7 separate regions of the Mus musculus genome follow, and regions 1, 2, 3, 4, 6 and 7 are each linked to region 5. Evidence: chromatin contacts called from public HiCAR-type and promoter capture Hi-C data. All regions are on one chromosome and are shown on one strand. The core of a region is the stretch at or near the end of the contact, and the rest is flanking DNA. Distances in the headings are between cores, read along the strand shown.

Evidence for each region. Promoter capture Hi-C pulls out the DNA fragments that hold promoters and counts their contacts. HiCAR-type assays count read pairs that join an accessible place to other places.
Region 1: a contact with region 5 is called in a promoter capture Hi-C map of hippocampal neurons, with 23 times the contacts expected there. The contact joins the enhancer-like site here to the promoter of Cfap69 in region 5. A contact is called at or near these places in 7 of 39 promoter capture datasets (the SN4741 cell line, cranial neural crest, frontonasal cranial neural crest and 4 more), 2 of 484 Hi-C or Micro-C datasets (cerebral cortex and uterus), 2 of 115 datasets of contacts at active chromatin or transcription factors (embryonic forebrain and embryonic stem cells) and 2 of 9 other capture datasets (liver and pancreatic islet).
Region 2: a contact with region 5 is called in a HiCAR-type map of astrocytes, with 6 times the contacts expected there. The contact joins the promoter of Adam22 here to the promoter of Cfap69 in region 5. A contact is called at or near these places in 5 of 39 promoter capture datasets (cranial neural crest, embryonic stem cells, hippocampal neurons and 2 more) and 2 of 115 datasets of contacts at active chromatin or transcription factors (astrocytes and stem cell-derived neural progenitor cells).
Region 3: a contact with region 5 is called in a HiCAR-type map of astrocytes, with 12 times the contacts expected there. The contact joins the promoter of Dbf4 here to the promoter of Cfap69 in region 5. A contact is called at or near these places in 6 of 39 promoter capture datasets (cranial neural crest, frontonasal cranial neural crest, hippocampal neurons and 3 more), 3 of 115 datasets of contacts at active chromatin or transcription factors (astrocytes, embryonic stem cells and stem cell-derived neural progenitor cells) and 1 of 9 other capture datasets (adipose tissue).
Region 4: a promoter capture Hi-C map of liver shows a contact between it and region 5, with 5 times the contacts expected there. The contact joins the enhancer-like site here to the promoter of Cfap69 in region 5. A contact is called at or near these places in 8 of 39 promoter capture datasets (cranial neural crest, frontonasal cranial neural crest, hippocampal neurons and 4 more), 1 of 115 datasets of contacts at active chromatin or transcription factors (embryonic limb bud) and 1 of 9 other capture datasets (adipose tissue).
Region 6: a promoter capture Hi-C map of hippocampal neurons shows a contact between it and region 5, with 5 times the contacts expected there. The contact joins the enhancer-like site here to the promoter of Cfap69 in region 5. A contact is called at or near these places in 7 of 39 promoter capture datasets (cranial neural crest, frontonasal cranial neural crest, hippocampal neurons and 3 more) and 1 of 115 datasets of contacts at active chromatin or transcription factors (embryonic forebrain).
Region 7: a HiCAR-type map of fibro-adipogenic progenitors shows a contact between it and region 5, with 10 times the contacts expected there. The contact joins the promoter of Steap4 here to the promoter of Cfap69 in region 5. A contact is called at or near these places in 11 of 39 promoter capture datasets (the 3T3-L1 cell line, 3T3-L1-derived adipocytes, the SN4741 cell line and 7 more) and 2 of 115 datasets of contacts at active chromatin or transcription factors (embryonic forebrain and fibro-adipogenic progenitors).

What each region holds. Positions count from the first base shown.
Region 1 is chr5:7,999,393-8,002,092 of GRCm38.p6, reverse strand. No RefSeq gene overlaps it. Among named protein-coding and RNA genes, the nearest start is that of Gm52802, 37 kb to the left of the region's middle. Within about 2 kb of position 1,397, at least 7 of the 459 cell types and tissues checked have an H3K27ac peak or open chromatin away from gene starts, as enhancers often do. A contact at or near this core is called in hippocampal neurons, where this site is marked.
Region 2 is chr5:8,366,797-8,369,496 of GRCm38.p6, reverse strand. It overlaps Adam22 (a disintegrin and metallopeptidase domain 22), which reads left to right and starts at 1,337. Exons shown (of 31, transcript NM_001310440.1): 1 at 1,337-1,621; 2 at 2,136-2,296. The coding sequence starts at 1,543.
Region 3 is chr5:8,421,299-8,423,998 of GRCm38.p6, reverse strand. Dbf4 (DBF4 zinc finger) reads left to right here and starts at 1,283. Exons shown (of 12, transcript NM_013726.3): 1 at 1,283-1,532; 2 at 2,606-2,700. The coding sequence starts at 1,487. Slc25a40 (solute carrier family 25, member 40) reads right to left here and starts at 1,161. Exons shown (of 12, transcript NM_178766.5): 1 at 960-1,161.
Region 4 is chr5:7,909,857-7,912,657 of GRCm38.p6, reverse strand. No RefSeq gene overlaps it. Among named protein-coding and RNA genes, the nearest start is that of Gm30835, 49 kb to the left of the region's middle. Within about 2 kb of position 1,522, at least 3 of the 459 cell types and tissues checked have an H3K27ac peak or open chromatin away from gene starts, as enhancers often do. A contact at or near this core is called in liver, where this site is marked.
Region 5 is chr5:5,662,947-5,665,646 of GRCm38.p6, reverse strand. Cfap69 (cilia and flagella associated protein 69) reads left to right here and starts at 1,415. Exons shown (of 23, transcript NM_172447.2): 1 at 1,415-1,739. The coding sequence starts at 1,617. It overlaps Steap2 (six transmembrane epithelial antigen of prostate 2), which reads left to right. Exons shown (of 6, transcript NM_001103156.2): 6 at 1-818. It overlaps Gm40262 (a long non-coding RNA gene), which reads right to left and starts at 1,270. Exons shown (of 3, transcript XR_868231.3): 1 at 1,214-1,270.
Region 6 is chr5:8,311,007-8,313,706 of GRCm38.p6, reverse strand. All of the region lies in intron 3 of Adam22 (a disintegrin and metallopeptidase domain 22), which reads left to right. Among named protein-coding and RNA genes, the nearest start is that of Adam22, 56 kb to the left of the region's middle. Within about 2 kb of position 1,441, at least 39 of the 459 cell types and tissues checked have an H3K27ac peak or open chromatin away from gene starts, as enhancers often do. A contact at or near this core is called in hippocampal neurons, where this site is marked.
Region 7 is chr5:7,959,185-7,961,884 of GRCm38.p6, reverse strand. It overlaps Steap4 (STEAP family member 4), which reads right to left and starts at 1,413. Exons shown (of 5, transcript NM_054098.3): 1 at 1,344-1,413. Gm30835 (a long non-coding RNA gene) reads left to right here and starts at 1,493. Exons shown (of 3, transcript XR_376720.3): 1 at 1,493-1,621.

The sequences.
Region 1 (2,700 bases), core at 148-2,647, 2.3 Mb before region 5:
GCATCTGTGTATAATGCTTTACAATGGTTACATAATCCAAAAGTTTTTATGTGCATCTATTTATTTGTTTGTTTATGTATGTATGTTGCAGTGATTTTCAACCCTAATGAGCCCATATAAAGAACACACAATCCAATTATTGTATTCATAAGCTATATGGCTAGATTGGGCAGATCTAGCACTGTACTTAATGATTCCTCAGCTCTGAGACCCTTTGCTACTTGCAGTTTCTCCTGGCCACGTGGTTCTGCTACATCTTCCTCCTTCTCCTCCTCTTCCTCCTCCTCCCCTTTCTCCTCCTCCTCTTCTGTCCTCTCTCCTTCCTTCTCTTCCTCCTCCTATCCGCCTCCCCTCTCAAAGACCTCCTGTCCCACCTTTTCCTTCCACTGCTGAATCACAGGCACTGGCCTTATTTTGACCAGTTAAAATGGGGAAAAGGCTCACATGAGCTCACCTGAGTCCATGATTGGCTGCTTGGGTGGGTTAGGGGGTGGCAGCCCCTCTTGAAGCAGAATTAATATCAGAACACAAACAGCATCAGGGCAACTCACAAAATATGTATGTGTGTTTTGTGTGTGTGTTGTGATGTGAGTGTCTACGTTAGGGGACACTGTGGGAGTCAGTTTTCTCTTTCTACAGTATGTGACCCAGATACAGAACTCAAGTCACTATGTTCGGCGGCACACACCCTCACCTGCTGACCTGAGAGGCATGTAGCTACTGCTGACTATTTTTAAACATACTCTTCATTCCCATTCTACAGATGACTATGCTGACCCTAAACTGAAGTAATTTGCTCCTTGTCTCAAACCAAGAATCATATATTTTGAAACAACATATATTCAATTTTATTTCCATATAAATTTGAAACATGAAAGTGATTAAACTCTGGCTAAAGAGACATCTGACACAAACATTGCAAGTAGTAACATTATTTAAATATAATCATTTTAGAAACAAAAAATTTGGAATCATTAGAAAAGTTTATGGATGGTTGTAGGTGGAGGTATTGTTCCCCGAACTGGTTCTTCATTGTGTCAAAAAAGATTGCGGGAGCCAATTGCTGGGCAAAGGAAAAAAGGTGGGAATTCCAGGTCCCAGGAGAAAGAAGAGGGGACGAGATAGCTTTTCCACCAGGCTTTTGGGAAGGAGGGCAAACACCATGTAAGGCTTGGGGGGCAACGAGAACTGTGGTGCCACCAGCAGAATTCTGATATAAGATAGCTGACGAGTTTAGGGCGATAGATTCTGCACCCAGCAGTTGTGTTATCTGGCTGATTTTAGAGTGTTAGAACTGTCTGGTGTTTTCCATCCACGGAACAAAGGTGTGCAGCGTGAGGGCACAGCCTGGGCGTCTGCTAGAGGCTTAGTGGAGTTAGCCTCGAGAGGTTGAGTGAGTACAGTTCCTGTTAGGGAACCAGCTGGCCGTTGGTGGAGCTATGTCGGGAGTGGGACCAGTGGCAGTGTGTTCCCCGGGAAGGCAATATCGTGGATTTTAAAATTACACACAACAGATGGTCTCTGATTAAATCAGTTGGTTTCATGATCTGATATGAACACAGATGATGTATTAGGAATGGCTATACAATTTTGGCTGGTTATGTACACACACACACACACACATGTCATGTATATGTATACACACACATATATTTTTATAATTTTTATTCACTTTACATCTTTATCACAGCTCTCCCCCCTTTTCTTTTCCCAGTCCCACCCTTATAAATCACTCCTCTCTACCCCCTCTTCCCTTCTCCTTAGAAAAGAGGAGCCTCCCTTGGGTACCGCCCAATCCTCCGCACTTAGTTCCATTAGGTCTAGGCCATCCTGTCCCATGGAGGCCCAACCAGGCAGACCAAGTAGTGGGCAGGGATCCAAAGGCAGTGGACAGAGACTGTACTCCATTGCACTTGTTAGGGGACTAACATGAAGACCAAACTGTTCATTTGCTATAAATGTGTAGGGTGTCAGGGTCCAGCTCCTGCATGCTCCCTGGTTGGTGGTCTCAGGTTGGTTGATTCTGTAGATTGTCCTGTGTTGTCCTTGACCTCTCTGACTTGCTCACTTTTACCCATCCCCCCACTCTTCCACAAGTCACCCCAGGCTTCTCCTGATGTTTGGCTGAGGTCTATGCATCTTCTTCCATCGCCTGCTGGATGAAGCCTCACAGGAGACAGTTATGCTAGGCTCCTGCCTACAAGCATTGGCAGAGTATCATTAATAGTGTCAGGGCTTGGCTCTGTCATGTGGGATGGGTCTCAAGTTGGGGCAGTAATTTGTTGGTTGTTCCCCCAGTCTCTTCTCCATCTTTATTCCTGTACATCTTGTAGGCAAGACAGATTTTGGTCTGAAGGGTTTATGGATGGATTGATGTCCCCCTCCCTCCTAAAAAAAAAAAAAAAAAAAAAGGCCTGTCTGTCTTGCTACAAGAGGGTGAGATTCACACATCCTCCCTTGGAACCTTCTTATTATTCAGTTTTATTTATTTATTTATTTATTTATTTATTTATTCATTCATTCATTCATTCATTCATTGCTTCTGTGGATTGTAGCATAACCAGTTGTCCTGGACTTTATGGCTAATGTCCACTTATAAGTGAGTACATACCACATGTGTCTTTCTGGCTCTGGGTTACCTCTCTCAAGATAATATTGTCAAATTCCATCCATTTGCCTGCAAAACTCATGATGTCTTTG
Region 2 (2,700 bases), core at 88-2,587, 2.7 Mb before region 5:
CTTTTATTCTGGGGATCAAATGCCAATATATAGATTTCAAAATCTATAAAGCTCAAGTTCTAATTATGTTAATATGTGTGTTATTATTATTTCATCCTGGTGAGCCTCTAACATTTGAGAGGGGCAGTGTCTTATTTAGGGCTTTATTGCTGTGAACAGACACCATGACCAAGGCAACTCTTATAAGGACAATATTTGCTTGGAGTTGGCTTACAGGTTCAGAGGTTCAGTCCATTATCAAGATGGGAGCATGGCAGTGTGGAGGCAGGCATATGGCAGGAGGAGCTGAAGGAGCTGAGAGTTCTATGACTTCATCTGAAGGCTACTAGGAGAAGACTGGCTTCCAGGCAGCTAGGAGGAGGGGGTTAAAGCCTACACCCACAGCGGTACACCTATTCCAACAAGGCTACACTTTTGAATAGTGCCACTCCCTAGGTAGGGAAAGCGGCCTGACAAAGTCGTTTTCCTTATCTATTACTGGTGCAGGTTTGAAGCTGACAGATATAGGAGGAAGCAAACATATCACAGAGTATCCGGCTGACTCACTCTTCACAAGTCTTCCTAGACCTCTGGGAGACATCTGATTCTCCTGGAGTTGGGTTAACCACTCTCCCTTAGGTATCAAAATTAAAATGAAATCAAATGTCAATTCAAAAAAAGGCGTGGAGAATGGACAGAGATGTCTCAGAGGTTTAAAACACTAAGTGTTCCTCCAGAGAAAATGAGTTGGATTCCCAGAACCCACAAAACCTTCTGTAACCCCAGTCCTAGGGACCCAACATTCTCTTTGGGCCTCCAACCATAGACACTGCATACACATGGCAGGTGCACAGACACACCTGTCAGCAAAATACTTCATAGGAATAAAAGCATTGAAAACCGCCTTGGGAAAATTCTTACCAAAAAGGCTTTTCTTAATTGCACCTCACAATGTGTGACTCACGCCCAGCACACAGTAGGCCCTCAGTCCAGATCTGTGGCAAAATTGACTTGTCCTGCACTCAAGGCATGGTCTCTTGGAAACACAAGAAATAGTAGTAGCTCGTGAGCAACCCTGTGGCTCTTCGCAGAACTTGGGGGCGAATTCGGGGTGCGGCCACTGTGCAGGTGACCTCCATCACCTCTCCTCCTTTGGTGTGCAGTCTACTTCTTGGGTTTTGGGTGGCTATGGTAGCGTCGCCTTAGAGACCAGCTAGCTGTGCGGGGAGGGAACTACATTTCCCAGCTACTCTGGTGCGCGCGGCCGGGTGCGGCGCGTGGGGCAAGTGCACCACCAGGGCCCTGCGCACCCGGCTCTTTCCCCCCGCTGTGCTGGCCACCAGCCCGGGCCTCCGCCTGGGGATGAGGTGGGAGGCGCTAGAAGCCACTTAGCTACAGGCTGGCGCCCGAAGCGGCGCTCGCTCGCTGCCCCCGCCACCGAAGCGCTCGCCAGGCACAATGCAGCACTGAGGCCACGGAGGCTGCGGTAGCGGCTCGAGCTGGGAAGGGGCGGTTGGGAGGCCGAGCCCCAGGCCCGGGCAAGAGCAGCTGAGCGCCGCCACCATGCAGGCAGCGGCGGCCGCGTCCTTCTGGCTGCTCTGCGTCTTGGGGACCTGCCCCCTGGCGCGCTGCGGTCGGGCAGGTAAGTTCGCATTTGCCGGGGTTTCCAGGACTCTTTGGAGCCTGGAGGACCCTCTAAAAGCCGCACCCGCATTTCCACAGTGCGCCGTCGTTTATTTTTTATTTTTATTTTTTGAAGGTCGGCGAGGAAGGGGTGTAAGCACACATGTGTGGGGGACCCGAGGATGCATCAGCAATCTGGGGTCAAATGCTTTTTTTTTTTTTTTTTTTCTCTTTCCTCCTGCAAAAGAAGAGTCTCCTTCAGGAAAACGGGAAAGGGGTGCCCTGTTTCTGGGCCCAGAGATGCTCTCGAAAGAGCTGGTTCCAGGGCTTTCCAGCTGGTGTCTCTGCGTCCTTCCCAGTTAGGTCCAGGAGGGAGGAGGCGGGGAATAAGGTGATGAGGAGTGCAGGATGGAGGACTGTGGGTCAGGGTCATTATTTTTTGCTGTTTCTCTCTACTCCCTCCTTCCCTCCTTCCCTCCTTCCCTCCTTCCCTCCTTCCCTCCTTCCTGCCTGCCTGCCTGCCTGCCTGCAAGGAGTCGCCTCACTGAAAGGACTGGAGAGGGGGAAAGAAAACCGCTTCCTGGAGCGCCAGAGCATCATACCACTGCGCCTCATCTATCGCTTGGGCGGCGAGGATGAAACTCAGCACAACCAGCTCGACACGCGGGTGCGGGGCGACCCTGGCGGACCGCAGGTGAGTGGCGGGGTTCGGGAGATGGTCCTCCACACTGCCCAGGGACCCCGCGTTTGCTTAGGGTTGCCCTGGAAATGCGGTGTACCGGGTGAAAAGAGCACAGTCCTAATTTGATTCCTGCATGATACTCTTGGTGTAAGTGCAAAAAGGAGGAAAAAAGGAACCAAAAGAAGGGTAGGCCAATGTTTTGCAGACGTGCTAGGGGGTAGGGGTGGCATTGGATGCTCCTAGTAGCCCTGTAACCTGAGCTAGGGACAAGAGGCACAGACCCTATCTCCTTAGTCAAGTGAAAACTGCACGGGGTAGGAGGAGTCTATTTAGGCAGGATATGCATCACCATCTTTGTTGTTTTAACTCTGAGAGAAAACATTATAAACCAGGATGATTATTGTAGAAAGAAGAGA
Region 3 (2,700 bases), core at 34-2,533, 2.8 Mb before region 5:
CCTGACTCTCCACTTCATCTCACAAGCTCTACTCCAAGGCATTCCCCCTTCCCTCGTGGCTTTAATTCTACTCTGTATTAGTGCTTCTCAAACATTTGAACCAGTTTACAAACATGGAAATTCTGTTTCCTTTCCGTAGTTTACGCTTTGAAAATTGAATCCTCTCCTCATTTTTAAAAAATGTTTGCTCCTCCTTCTCAAGGTCTGTTAAGCACATGTATATTAATTCAAATTCATCAGTACAATGTCTCAACATATTTCCCTTTCTGGCTCCCTCCTCCGGACATTTCTTGAGATTACAAATTAGCTCCGACTGTCTAAAGCAGTTTAATACAGATAGACAGTTCGATGACTGTCGCTCCAGCCTCCGTCCATAACCTGTTTAAAACAAAATCATTTCTTTTAGCAATGCTAATCCAACTTGATGTTGTCTTTGGCGAATAGTCTCACAATTCACCTGTCTGTGCCTGAATATACTTATTTGTACTGACTGTCTTGAGGGTACTCCATCAAAAATCAATACTATAAGGAGTGTCTATTATAGCCAGGAGTTAAGAAATGCAGAACAGTACAAAGCATAACGTCTGTATGGGTGAGAGCAGAAGTATACTCCAAACAAGTTTTGTGAGGCATTTTCTCATTTACAAAGCAAAATTAAAACAAATCACGTACGCCTGAATTTCGTCTTGACCATAATCCCGTATTCCCGTTTTACAGATGAAAAACCCTGAGACTTCATTTTCCACTCTTTTATTGCTACAAAAAGGACAATTATACACACAGAGAGAAAGAACAGGTCTGTACAGAACAAAGTACCCAAAGGGCTGCGAGAGTCGGATCCGGCGGGTGGACCCCGGCCCCGCCGCCACCGCGGCCACCCGGGACCTTTGCGGCCCGTCTGCAAGGTCGGCGGGAGCCCAGGGCCGGCCCCGCGTCCCACACAGGGTTAACTGGAGTACCTGGTGGCGAGGCGACTGCAAGGCCCGGGTCTCAGCCAGCCTAGCAGGTGATGTCGACCACGAGGTGAAGCCTCCGAGGCTAACCGCGTCCACCGCCCTGGCTGCCCCACACTCCAAGTATGCAGAGCGGAGCCGGAACTCGAGGAGGACGCGGGAGAGCCGGGTCTGAGGCCCCGCGGGCTGGCGCGCCGGGGGCGTGGTCAGCATCCGGGGGCGGGGCCCGCGGGGCGCGAGGCGGGGCAGGTGGAGCCTGCGCGAGGCCGGCCCCGGCGTAGGAAGGGCGGGGAGCGCGTCTGGGCGCCGCGGTCGCGTGACGCGTTTTCAAATCTTTAACCGCCGCGGCTCCCGGGTCTGAGCTACAGCCTCTTCCTGCTCCGAGCCTCCGCGCCGGAACCGGCCCTCAAGCGCGGCCCGGCGCCGAGGCCGAGGCCGGAGCCGGGGCCGGGGAGGCCCTGGGAGCTTTGTGTTCGCGGCCGTTCCATGCGGCCCCCGGTGCGGACCCAGCATGTAGGTGCCTGGTGGCTGCCATGAACCTCGAGACCATGAGGATCCACAGCAAAGCACCTCTCCCGGGTATGGAGCCCCTCCCCCGCCGCGGTCCCTTTAATCGTTTCCTGCCTGGCTGGTTCCACGGAGGGTTCTAGAGAGTCTTCCTGCGGAGGGCCTCTTGCCGCTTTTGCGTTTCTGTGGGTTCTCGGCGCCCGCGAGGCGTTCGGTGTTGGTCTCCGTGAGGGACCGACGCTGGCCGGGCCCCTCATGCTCTCCCCGCCTCGGCCGCGAGCGACCCGGCATTCCCGGGGCTGCAGGCTTCAGACAATGCGCGGGTCCCCGACGGCCCCACGGAGGAGGCGCCCACGCCCATTTGTGACTGTTCCCGTCACTCGTGAGGGAGACGGAGAGGTGTATGTGTGTGTGTTTCAACCTCATAGACAAAAGCAGATTTCAATCTCAATGTTTAATATAAAAAATTTTCATTATAGGGAAAATTCCTAAGAGGTGCATGTGTGTCTAGTAACTAAGTACTAAAGTGCAGGTTGTCTTCGAAAGTTTAAAGAAGATGTTTGATTCTCATCTGCTTTTAAAATAAAAGATGGATGGCATAGTCCTTAGTGGGCTTAGGTTCTTAATATGTAAACAAAGTGCATGAACTCCCTCGTCTAGTTCTTTTAAGTACTAGACAAACTATGAAACCAAAATGCCAGCATTTAGTAACCCCTAAGAATTAGGTTGTTTATTCTAGATGAGTGTGTGTGGCTACCTAGGTAAATAAGCTTTAAATATTTGAAACACCTGTGTTGGGTTTTCACCGACCTGTTAATTACCCACATGACGTTTACACCATGAGAAGGTAAGTTTTCCAGAACAGCTCTATAGAATTCCTGCTTCATACACGGAACAGGAGTAAATAATAACTATTTTCTGCTGATTCAGCTCTTGTTCTCCAGTATAGAGTTTTGTGGAAACCATACAGGACAGTTTGCCTTCATCCTAAGTGGTAATATTAGGGAAAACATTTAGATTCTAATGACTTAATTTGTTATGACTAGTAATGTTTCCTTTCTGCAATAAAGCTGTTGAACATTTTTTGTAAAATAAATTAAAAATTTGTCTGCATAAAATGTTGCCTGATTCTTTTGTAATCACAGGTGGCATCCAAGACAGAAATGAAAAGAATCGACCATCCTTGAAATCCCTGAAGGCTGATAATAGACTGGAAAAATCCAAATATAAGCCCCTTTGG
Region 4 (2,801 bases), core at 273-2,772, 2.2 Mb before region 5:
GGAAAGAAAGCTTTCATCAGGAGAGGGATGCTGATGGGTGAAACTGATTTAAATTCATGGTGTATGTGACTGATAAAGGATAAACAATTTAAAAAGATTATAATGGAAACATTCAAACCAGGAAAAAAGTGACTTGATATAAGTGTCCTTAGAATTGCTTTCTTTCTTTTCTTAAAAGCTACAGGGTGAATATGCTCTAGTCAGTCTTGAAAAGGGCAGGAAAGACTAACGTTGAATCCAGGAAAAATCTCAGCTGATGTACAAACAAAATAGCACAGGACATGCTGTTCTAAGGTTTCCGTTGTTGGCTTTACACCTCTCTGTCTCTGAGAAAGAATCCAGCTCACATATTCTGAACTGAATCCACTCTCTGAAGGCTGTGCCAGAAGGTAAGAAAAGCAAGCGTGTCCCTCAGGGCAGTGATATGATGGGCCTGTGTCCTGGACAGAGGGCCATTTAAAAGGTAGTTCCGGGGGTCACCTGCAGAGGGCAGCAGATCTGAATATAGGTCAGGCATAAGTTAGTTTCAAATATTAGGGGCTCTGATCATCAGGACCAACATCTAAAAGATGAAGAAGTCATGGGAAAGACCTAGCTGATAGTGTAACCAGAAAAACTGTGACTCTCTCTGAGAGCATTTTCCCAAAGGCATCTGTAGTGTGCTCTATGTGGCACAAAACCCAGAGAGGACAGAGCTACCTTAAGCACACATATGGCCACAGAGGTATTTAAAAGCATTTTGTGAATAGACCATGTGCATGGACATCAATATAAACAGCATATTCTAATATAAGTTGATACAGGGTATCTCTACATTATTGTGAAGCTTTTCTTCTCAACTTGTAATCACCATGTTAGAAAATGGTCGTGTTAGATAAAAATCTTACTTATTCTTCCTTCCAGAAAATAATGAAATGTTGCTTCTAGAATGTACTGTTTTTTCAAAGGCATTACTCCCTAGACGACCAAGTCTAAAGTTCTGAGTTTTCCCATGCTTGTGTTTCCTGCTGACCTCGTTTAGTTAATTTCAGATTCCCCAGTGCATTCGGGGGGCTGGAGGGGGTGTCAATAGATTCTCATGTCAGGATTTTATTTACTTCTTATCTCCACTTGACCAGGATTAAATAGTCAAGTTTTTTGTTTTGTTTTGTTTTGAAAGAGAATTTATCTAAAAAAAAAAAATAAAGCAAGATTGTTTTACAATGGTAGCACTGAACCAGAAAATTTTGTGTAATGGTGGGGTGATTCAATGAGTTAAAAATGTTTACCTGGTTTGCTTAGCTGCAGTTTCCCTAGTAGGTTATAGTAAGAGCGTGAACACTTGTCAGCGAGGCCTGCGTCTTCACACCACGAGCCATCCTAGATGAAAATGACTGACACTTTTAATTGTACTTTAAATTTATCTGGCTAACATCTGGGGCGTGACCTCAAATAAGGCGTCAAACAGAACAGAAGAGAACGTCAGGGCTAAGGACAGTTCTGGTCATGATTTGTGTCAGAGAAGAATTTGTAAACTCTTGAGCAATTTTTGTTGCGAAGACTTTTATTATCTTTTGACTTAGAAGTTTGAACAAACAAAACAGCTTCCTAGTGACAAAACGCAAAGCACACTAAACTCAAGCACATAAAAAAAAAAAAGAGCCACAATCACATTTTTACTTTCTAAAGCATGTAGTGAAGATATACTTAAAATAGTAATTAAGCTTTGGAATAGATATGATAACAGAAGTTTTCTTCCTGTGCGGGTTCTAGCCAGGATTCCAAATCTAATTTGAGAAATGTAAATACAATTATCTCTGTTACAACATCCGGTGGAGGTTTCTCATAGTCAGTGCTATTGACTTTAGGGTCAGATAGTTCTCTGTTTAGGTGCTGTTCTGTCCAGTGTGTCTATAGCATCTTTGCATTTCAGCCACTGGATGTTCAGGACTCCTCCAATACTGCTCTGTGTAAGCTGCAACAACCAACTATTTCTTAAGAAAGTGTCACATGCATTTAGATCGGCAGAGGGCCAAAACCCACCTCTAGTGAACACCTAGAATACTAATAGATTTACTGGGTAAGTATAGTATCAAAAAATTTTTAATTAATTTAATTTAATTTAATTTTATTTTACAGTCCAGTTGTTATCCACTTTCTGGTCCACTCTCCCACAGCTCCTTATTCCTTCCTTCCTACCCACCCCCCAACTCCACCCATCTCCAAGAGGATGTATGTGTGTATGGGGCCTCAGACCAGCTGGTGCATGCTGCCTGGTTGGTGGCTCAGTGTCTGAGAGACCACAGAGATTTGGGGTAGTTGAGACTGCTGGTCTTCCTATGAGGTCACCTTCCTCCTCAGCTTCTTCCAGCCTTTCCCTAATTCAACCACAGGGGTTCCCAACTTCAGTCCACTGGTTGGGTGTTAGTGTCTGCTTCTGTTTCAGTCAGCAGCTTGTTGGGCCTCTTGGAGGGCAGTCATGCTAGGCTCCTGTCTGTAAGCACACCATCAGCAATAGTGTCAGGCCTTGGAGCCTCCCCTTGAGATGGATTCCAATTTGGGCCTGTCACTGGACTGCCTTTCCCTCAGTTTCTTCTTCATTTTTGTCCCTGCAGTTCTTTTAGGCAGGGACAATTCTGGGTTGGAGTTTTTGACTGTGGAATGGCAATCACATTTCTCCTTACTGTTGGGCATTTCATCTAAGGTCCCTCCCCTTGAGTCTTGAGAGTCTCTCACCTTCCAGGTCTCTGGCACATTCTAGAGGGTCCCCCTACCTCTCACTCCCCAAGGTGCATAGTATTAAAATTTAAAAGCAAAACTTA
Region 5 (2,700 bases), core at 166-2,665:
GTAAAACTGTTCCAAAACAATAATAACAAAAAACTACACATCATGAGCTTCTTAGTTTTTATATGTACACTTGTTAAAATGGGCATTATTCACACCAGGAGGTGCAAAGTTCTGCATTCCTGACGAGCCCCTAATGGCCACACAGTTAGGAAACCCATGAAAACCACTTTGAGTAGCAAGGATCTAAAATGCTTAATCTAGATAATTTACAAAATTCTTTCATTTTACCTTAAATCAAAATCTAGCCCTTGACATTTTCATGAACACTTATTGAACACCTTCTATGATATTGACTAGAAGGACCAAGAGTATGGCCTTCAGACCAACTACATCAGCATCACATGGGAACTCACTATAAAGGCAAACTGGAACCAGACAAGGTATTCACAAACATGCCTACCTACATCTCCAGCATGTCACAGGCTGGGGACACACAGCCACACCTTCACTCAGCAAGTAAGCAAATTAGTGGCTATGTACAAATTTTTAATTGCCTTAGTCTCAGTAGCATAACATGGTTGGGCTATTTCGTCAATAAATTCCACTAACTATACAGTGAGCACCAAAAAACAAAACAAAATAAAAGACAAAAAAAAAAGAGCATGCCACTAAGCGTGACATCTAAAACAACAGAAAAAATACAGGCTTCCTGGGAAAGATCAGGCCAGACTGTTTCATAGAGTGTAAGCCTTCTGAAGATGGTAGCATGAAGTTTGTACTCTATGAAGAGATCACAAGGCGACTGAGTATGAAGTGCGTGAGACTTCTGTCCCTCTTGCTTCTCAACCTACTAATGAATAAAATAAATGCTATCGTAGAAAAACAATTACAAAACTGGACTGTTGATTTGCCAGGTTGGAGAACACATCCTGTGAAGAATGTCAGTGTCTTTCTCTGGTTGCAAAAACGAGAACTTTCCATCCCAGGCCATACTAGACACCCAACCACTCTACTGCTCGAAAGATTTTCAAAAGTCTGTACTATGCCTTATTTGTTTGTCTAACTGTTCAATTAGGCCAGTACAAAAGTACAACATATATATATATTTGTGTGTGTGTATATATACATATATATATATATATATATATATATGTATATATACACACACACACCTGGGAAATTAAGCTACACTGACTGGTCCTATCTCTGCAGAAAGGGTAAAGTGCTCAGATTTCAAGATTATGCCAATCACATCCCTCAGAATGCATCTTACCTCCAGCTCATACTCCTCCGCCCCACACAGGCACTTATTAAGCAAGGGCCATTGCTACAAGACTGAAACACTAAGTGCATACCGCGATCTCAGTCACTGGTCTCCTTTGTCTCCCGCGCCGCACACCAGCAGACCCTCTTTTGGTGAAGTTTGGCTCTCCCAGCTTCCGTAAGCCCCGCCCCTAGCAACGCCCGGGCTTGTGTTAGCAACTGGAGCGCGCTGGGTGCCTTGGTCCTCCTGTGGGCACTAACAGCAGTTGGATGTCCGCTATGTTGCTGCGGCGGGGGTTACGACAGAACTTTCGGGGTCTTTCTCCTCCCTAGCTCAGCAGCGTGTTTTCTGCCAGGGCTCGTGGGTCCGTGGCTGCGGACGCACCTAAGACCTCAGGCTCCCACCCCGAACCATGTCCACCGCGGAGGCCTCGGCCACCACGGCCGACGCCGCCGAGGCGGGCGGCAGGACGAAGACCGGCAGTCCCCGCACAATCCCGGTGTTTGGGGTGGCGATCCCGGATGGGGAGATGCAGGTACGGCCGGGCTGTGCAGCAGGAGCGGAGAAGGGCATAAGGCTCCAGGGCAACCCAGTGGAATGAAGACCAGAATGAGATTTGGGAACCTGTGGGATGGAGATAATGATAGCCCAGCTGATCCCTGGAGGCTAGTGAAGAGGGGACTGGATGTCGTCAACCAATCTGTCTGGGGACTCTAGCTGCGTGGTTCTCATAAAGGGCGCGGGGGGGGGGGGCGAGGGGGGGAGCGCTCTTTCAAGTGTGGCCACGACAGGAACTGACATTGATTTGATAACTAGATCACTGTGGTGGGTTTTTGGTCTATTGATCCGTTATAAAGTGGCGTTCCCTGGGTTTCTTTCCTGCTAAATTGCCTGCTTCTGAAGCTTGCACTCACAGGTAGGGCAGATGCTGTTTGGAGAGCTGGGCACAATTTTCTTTGTTGTGTTTATACTTGTTTTCGGGTTTGCTATTGTTATAAATGTAAAGATTATTAAAATTGGGTTGAGGAACCTCTCTGCATTGCCCCCACACTAATGGTGTGGGGGGCCACTATGGGAATTCCTGTTGAGACGTCACAACTCCCAGACTGCGTCAGGAACTCTGTCTCCTGTGGCCACATCCTGGAGCCTTGGAGAGTTACTTGGGAGCAGTCAGTTGGCTGGGACTACTTCTGTGGGAACTGGGTGGAGCTCTCTGAGGGCTCTCACACATGTACGCCAACAGCCCTCAGAGTAACTACTTTTACATAAAGAGGGGATGCCAGGGGAATTTCCCTAATCAGTTTTGTGGAGGTATTCCTGTACAAGATCGGAGACGTGTGAGTGATCACCGCTTTCCACTCTCTGGGCTACAAGGAAGCTAGGCATTGCCACTATATAGGTGAGTTTGACTCTCATTTTTCTTTGGGCAAAGATTACATGACACAGACAAACGAGTTTAAAGACGTTCAATGGGTCATTGCAAAAGAAAAAAGAAG
Region 6 (2,700 bases), core at 192-2,691, 2.6 Mb before region 5:
CGCATGCTTAAAGAAGAGTATCTTTTGACTCATTACTAAAATTATACCTTACTTTTTTTCATAGCATGAGGAAATTTGGAATAAATGTCTACCAGAATTCTACATCATTCTGAAATATATGTGAAGACTAGTGATTTTAATGTGTTTATTCTGTATCTATTATTTTGTTTTTATACCCACAAAGACAATATTCTATGCTTGCATTATTCATGATGGTTAAAGTTTTAAAACCTGGGGACAAATTTTGTGATTTTGGATTTCAGTTTAGTTGACAAAATCATTAATAAATAGAAGCTTTGAATTAGATGACCATGCTAATGATGATTTGAGTACTTGCCCTTTTTTTCTACAATTTAGAGAAGTTCATATTTCTTTTATCAGGATAAATACAATTTTAATTACTTGTGGTCGGTGGGGGAATAAAGCAGGGGTGAGATAGGAAAGAAGAGACCTGGGCTTCATTTTCACCATAGCAGGAAGGACAGCGGCCAATTCCTCTGTTTCCCACTCATTTGCGTTTAGCCTCCTGGTCCAGTCATTAAGGTTGCATTGTTGTGTCTTACAAATGCTTCTATCTTCTGAGAATTAGGAGAACTGCTACATTTCCTGTGACATCCTCAAGAAAAATCGAAAAGAGCTTAATACTTGGACACCTGCCTGTCTTTTGGTTCAAAGGGTAAAGACACATATAGAAAAAGAATGTAGAAGCCATTGGCCAACACTGGCCAGGAGCATGAAAAGCAGTAGAAATCCAAAAAAACTACCTTTCAGCAATGAGGAATCTCTTCTTGCTCAGAAACCTCGCATGCCACGGACTCTCAGAGAGAGGATGACCCTCCTGGTCCTATGGGTCTGTGTGCTGTACTTCAAATGGGAGGATGAGATTTTAAGGCTCAAGGCTTGACTTGATGCATGGTACTCTGTCACCTAAAGACTTTGTTTTTAAGACCAAGTTTCTAGTGTTGTAGATAGTGTGTGGGGGACTCCTCTCCACCCCCATCCTTACTGTCTGTAATACACTTTATTTATCAGTGGATCGGCCCTAAGCAGTCTAGCCCTTGGCTGAAATGTTAACAAGTGGAAATATTCAGAGATGGGCACTTTGGATGTGCCTCTTAGGAAAAAGCCAAGTGCATGACAGCATTGTGACTCAAAAGACCTAGATGTGGGCAGTAGCTCTGTGATGAGTTATGCAATGTTCTCCGTGTTGCATAATCTCTGGAAGTGAGTCTTCTTGACTTTAAAATGGCAAATGCTCTGCTTGAACTGACAGAGAACTTATGTAAAGATAATGTATGTTATCAGCTTTCCTAGGTAGTTGCAGATGATGCTTATTGATATCTGGCAACACTTTAAATCAAACTCACAAGGGAAGGGAGAAAGGACTGAGTCCTGTGAGTCATGTCCCAGGGAGTTCTGCTTGTTTTGGTTTGCAGCCTGCGATTCTGATTTCTGTCTAGCTCTCTCTCATTTCTGCTGTGTTCTGTCTTTTTTTCTAACTCGCTGTGTATGTGTGCCTTCAAGTTCAGCTGAGGGGGAAGGAATGCCTGTATTTGCTTCATTATCTCAGTGAGTCTTATTGGCTTCATCCCACTCCAGAAGAGTCACAGGCTCATCACTAAACCTGATACTGTAACCTTGCAGTACCTTGGGGCTCTTGTAGACCAGCCTGAATTTGGGTGTGGAATCTGCCTTTCCCAACCCACAGATGCTGAATTGGGCAGGGATGACTTCCTAAAGGACATTTAGGGTGTATATTACAGCATCAAAGAATGGCTAGTGAACAAGTCATTTTTATTTTATTTTTGTCTGTGAAGAAAATATGCCTATGATCTAAAAAGATAGTCAAGAAATAGCTGAGCAATGTGCACAACAAATGAAGAAAGGACTACATTTTCTTTAAAAAAAATTAACCACTTTATTTTGTATTTTGAAGATCTTTGCCATAAATTTATATTGTAGGAAAAAACTCTAGTAGCTTATTTTTCAGATTATATCAGGAAGGAAGGTAGGACGTACGGCCCAATATTGATCACATGTCTAGGATTACGGAATCCAGAGGCTCTAGGAACCAAATGTTTGGCATGTTTATAACATTTTATTGTGGTGATGTGCACTGTGAGAAGCATCATCTTGAGTGCAGTGTAGTTATTCATGCGTTTTCATCATCACAGTCATGCATCTCTAGAACGTCTTTCACTTTGTAGAACTGAACTTAGAAAAGAAAGAGAAAAATTTCTATTATGTGACTAAAACAGATTATAACAGCCAAGAGCATCAAACTCCATTCATTTAGATGACTCTGTGTGTGTGCATGAGTGCGTGTTTGTGTGTGTGTGTTTGTGTGTGTGTGTGTGTGTGTGTGTGTGTGTGAGAGAGAGAGAGAGAGAGAGAGAGAGAGACAGAGACAGAGACAGAGACAGAGACACTTGGGTTTGAACCTGGGACCTTGAGTATGCTCATCAGCTCCTTTATGTTGGATCTTTATCCTAGGCTGGGCCTGAGTTACTGTAATACAAGCAGACCGTGGACTATGGTACTCTTCCTTTAGCCTCCCAAGTAGCTGGAATTACAGGCCTGTTCCCCCGGGGCTGGCTAGATGACTATTTTATGAGATCATTTTTCACTTGTTTCTTGATCTTAGCCCAACACATTATTCATTCCATAGGAGGTTGGGCTGGAAAAAAAGTAACAGCATCA
Region 7 (2,700 bases), core at 164-2,663, 2.3 Mb before region 5:
TGTCTGTAGAACATGCCCAAGTCAGAGGTCTGGTCTAATGTATGTTGCTTCCTGCACTGCCAGTTGCTATGTGAATTTTAGCAGAACCATAAATGTGGCCAAATGGAGAAAGTGCGATGACCCAATTTAATGTACACATGTAGCATTTACTTTACAGCTTTGAGGTTGATACTTGAGAGTGCTCCATCCTGTTTTCTGGCCCGGTGGTGTTTGCCATGCAGGTAGAATGCTTGCTGGTAGGATTTCACACCGTGCTAAATCACAGTGCTCTGAAAAACTCGGGGCCTTGCAAAGGCCATATCTCAAAAAAGTTACTGCTTCAAATAAATGTGCCATTTTATAAAATTACACCTACTGGATCAGAAAAAAAAAGGTTCTTTCATGTGAGTGACATTTATATGACTGCCATTTATACAGAATTGGACATTCTCACACAGCAAGGCTGAAGAATGGTTTGAAAGCCAGAGTAGTCTCTGAATGATAAATGTGGTGAAACTTTTAGATGCTCCTGTGAGAGTGGTTGGGTAATTTCCTTGTAACAACAAAGTTTGCGTTATTATGGAAAGTAATTACTCAGGTATACCTGGAGCATTAGCAAGACTTTCGACACCGTTCACAGCGGTAGCACCTCATGTCATAAGGCTGTTTTTACCCTGGTAGAGCAGCATTGTGTGGATCCTCTTGGACCAATAGGCTTTCAAGTTAGATTTGTGGAACTGAGGCGACAGTTAGAACGAAGAACAGAACTCTAAACACCCTGACTCCGTGGTTAGAGCCATGCACTGAAAAATAATAAAGGAAAAAAAAAAAAAAAAACCCAAACCACCTGGCATCTGCCTCTGGACAGGCGTTCTTTCCCTCAAACTACATCACAAACAATATACCTCTAGAAAAGCAATCGCTAAGCTGCTTAAGGATATTTAAATTAAGATCAAGGAAGACCGACTGCCCAATTTCATCTCTGTGAGAAGTCCTTAGATTTAGCCTTATATTGCTGGACTGCACACCTAAGTTCTTCCAGGCTCCTTTCCCGTTGGCACTTCAGATTTGTAGGAATCCAGTTAGACAGAGAAAGAATCCAGCTGGGTCTTTCTCTTTGGGAGTCTTCTGCACCTTGATGAGTAATAAATACAACCTCAGGAAGCTAATGATTGGCTGAATGGCTCAACTGATCCCGAAGTAGCCTTTTATGAGAAGGCTATGGGGGTGAGTGTGCCTCTATCTCTGTATCAGCTGGCTGGAAAGTAGAGTCCAGAAAAGAAGGGCTGGAGGTGGGCTGACAGAAATGGAACCTCAGCCCCTGGATAAAGCAACAAGGCAAAAGAGCCAGTAAAGTGACCCACCTGCGGCGAGGCGCCCGGAGGGGCGTTGGTCTGGCGCGGCTGCGGTGGGCTCTGCCTTCTAGGCTTGCAGAGGTAGCCAGCCTGTGCTCTGCGCTGGCTCCAGGCTCCCGCTTTTAAGCCAAAGAGCGGAGGAGGGAGGGCCCGCTTGATTTCGCAAGAGGAGCTGTGAAGCAAAGTTTCCGGGAAGAGTTCAACCTGGGAATCCCGCACAGCTGGAAGGACCAGAACTTATTGTGCAGCTCTGGCTCGCAGATGGACGTTCTCCGCTGCCAAGCGGGGTATAAAAGGGGTTTTCCGGAACCTTTGGGGTGGGGCATCCCAGGTCAGCTGCAGCCTAGAGGGGCAGAGAGATACTCCTTTTCTGTTAGAGCTAGAGGACTCTGGGTAGCTAAGAAAACAGTACATGGGCAAGGAGCTTAGGCATTCCTCTTAGTTGCCTCTCTTCTTACGAAATAGTGGTGTCTTTCTCCTGCCAGGAGCCCTGATTTTTAACAGAGTCAGAGCTTAAAAGATGGAGAGTTTTCAGGTCTTCATCTCAAATGCATATGTATCTCTGTGTTCTCCAGGGCTCCAAGTTTGCTTATACCCAGGCAGCTGTGTGCATCTCCTCCTGTTAATTCCTTCCCTACATGGTAACAATGCAATACAAATGTTACCTAAATGGATGCCACACTTTATTGTTTGGGAGAGAAAGACAACAACCAAACAACAATACCTGCTTACACATGCAGAAAAGATGAATATATTTTTTTTCTAAATAGTTTTGATTCATTGTTTATTGAAACCATGCTTGGAAAACCCATGGAAGTGAAGGGCTGACCACGTATACAATTGGGTTGGTGTATCTTTCTATAGAGGAACCCAAATCTACCCCTACGGTGCTTTCAGACATAAAGAAACATGACAACGTGGAGGAAAGAGCATGCCTACGTTGCTGTTAAAATACAGCATTCTTCAAGTTTGTCTTTCTCCCAACCATCTGGTTTAACTTCCATGGCACTCTTGCCAAAGTTCAGATTCACAGTCTCAGGGGAGTGTGTTCTCAGAACTTATGAACCAGACTCTTCTTTGCCTTGATTGCAACTCTCTTCCTATGACCTGTGGAGTCAGCTGGGACCTCAGCGTCTCCCCAGAGGTCTTGTCCTGACAGCTAGTTGATTAAATAACTTCTTTGAGTGACATGGTTAGGGCATCTCACTCCTTAAGAGACTTACTACGTTTGTAGCTCTTTGTGGGCGGGTTTTCATCATACCTGATATAGTACCACATCTCGAATAGCTACTGTGCTTATTGATAAACCTACTCCCCATTCTTGTATTTTGCAGAGTTCATCAATACTATCTGTAGGCCAGAAAAG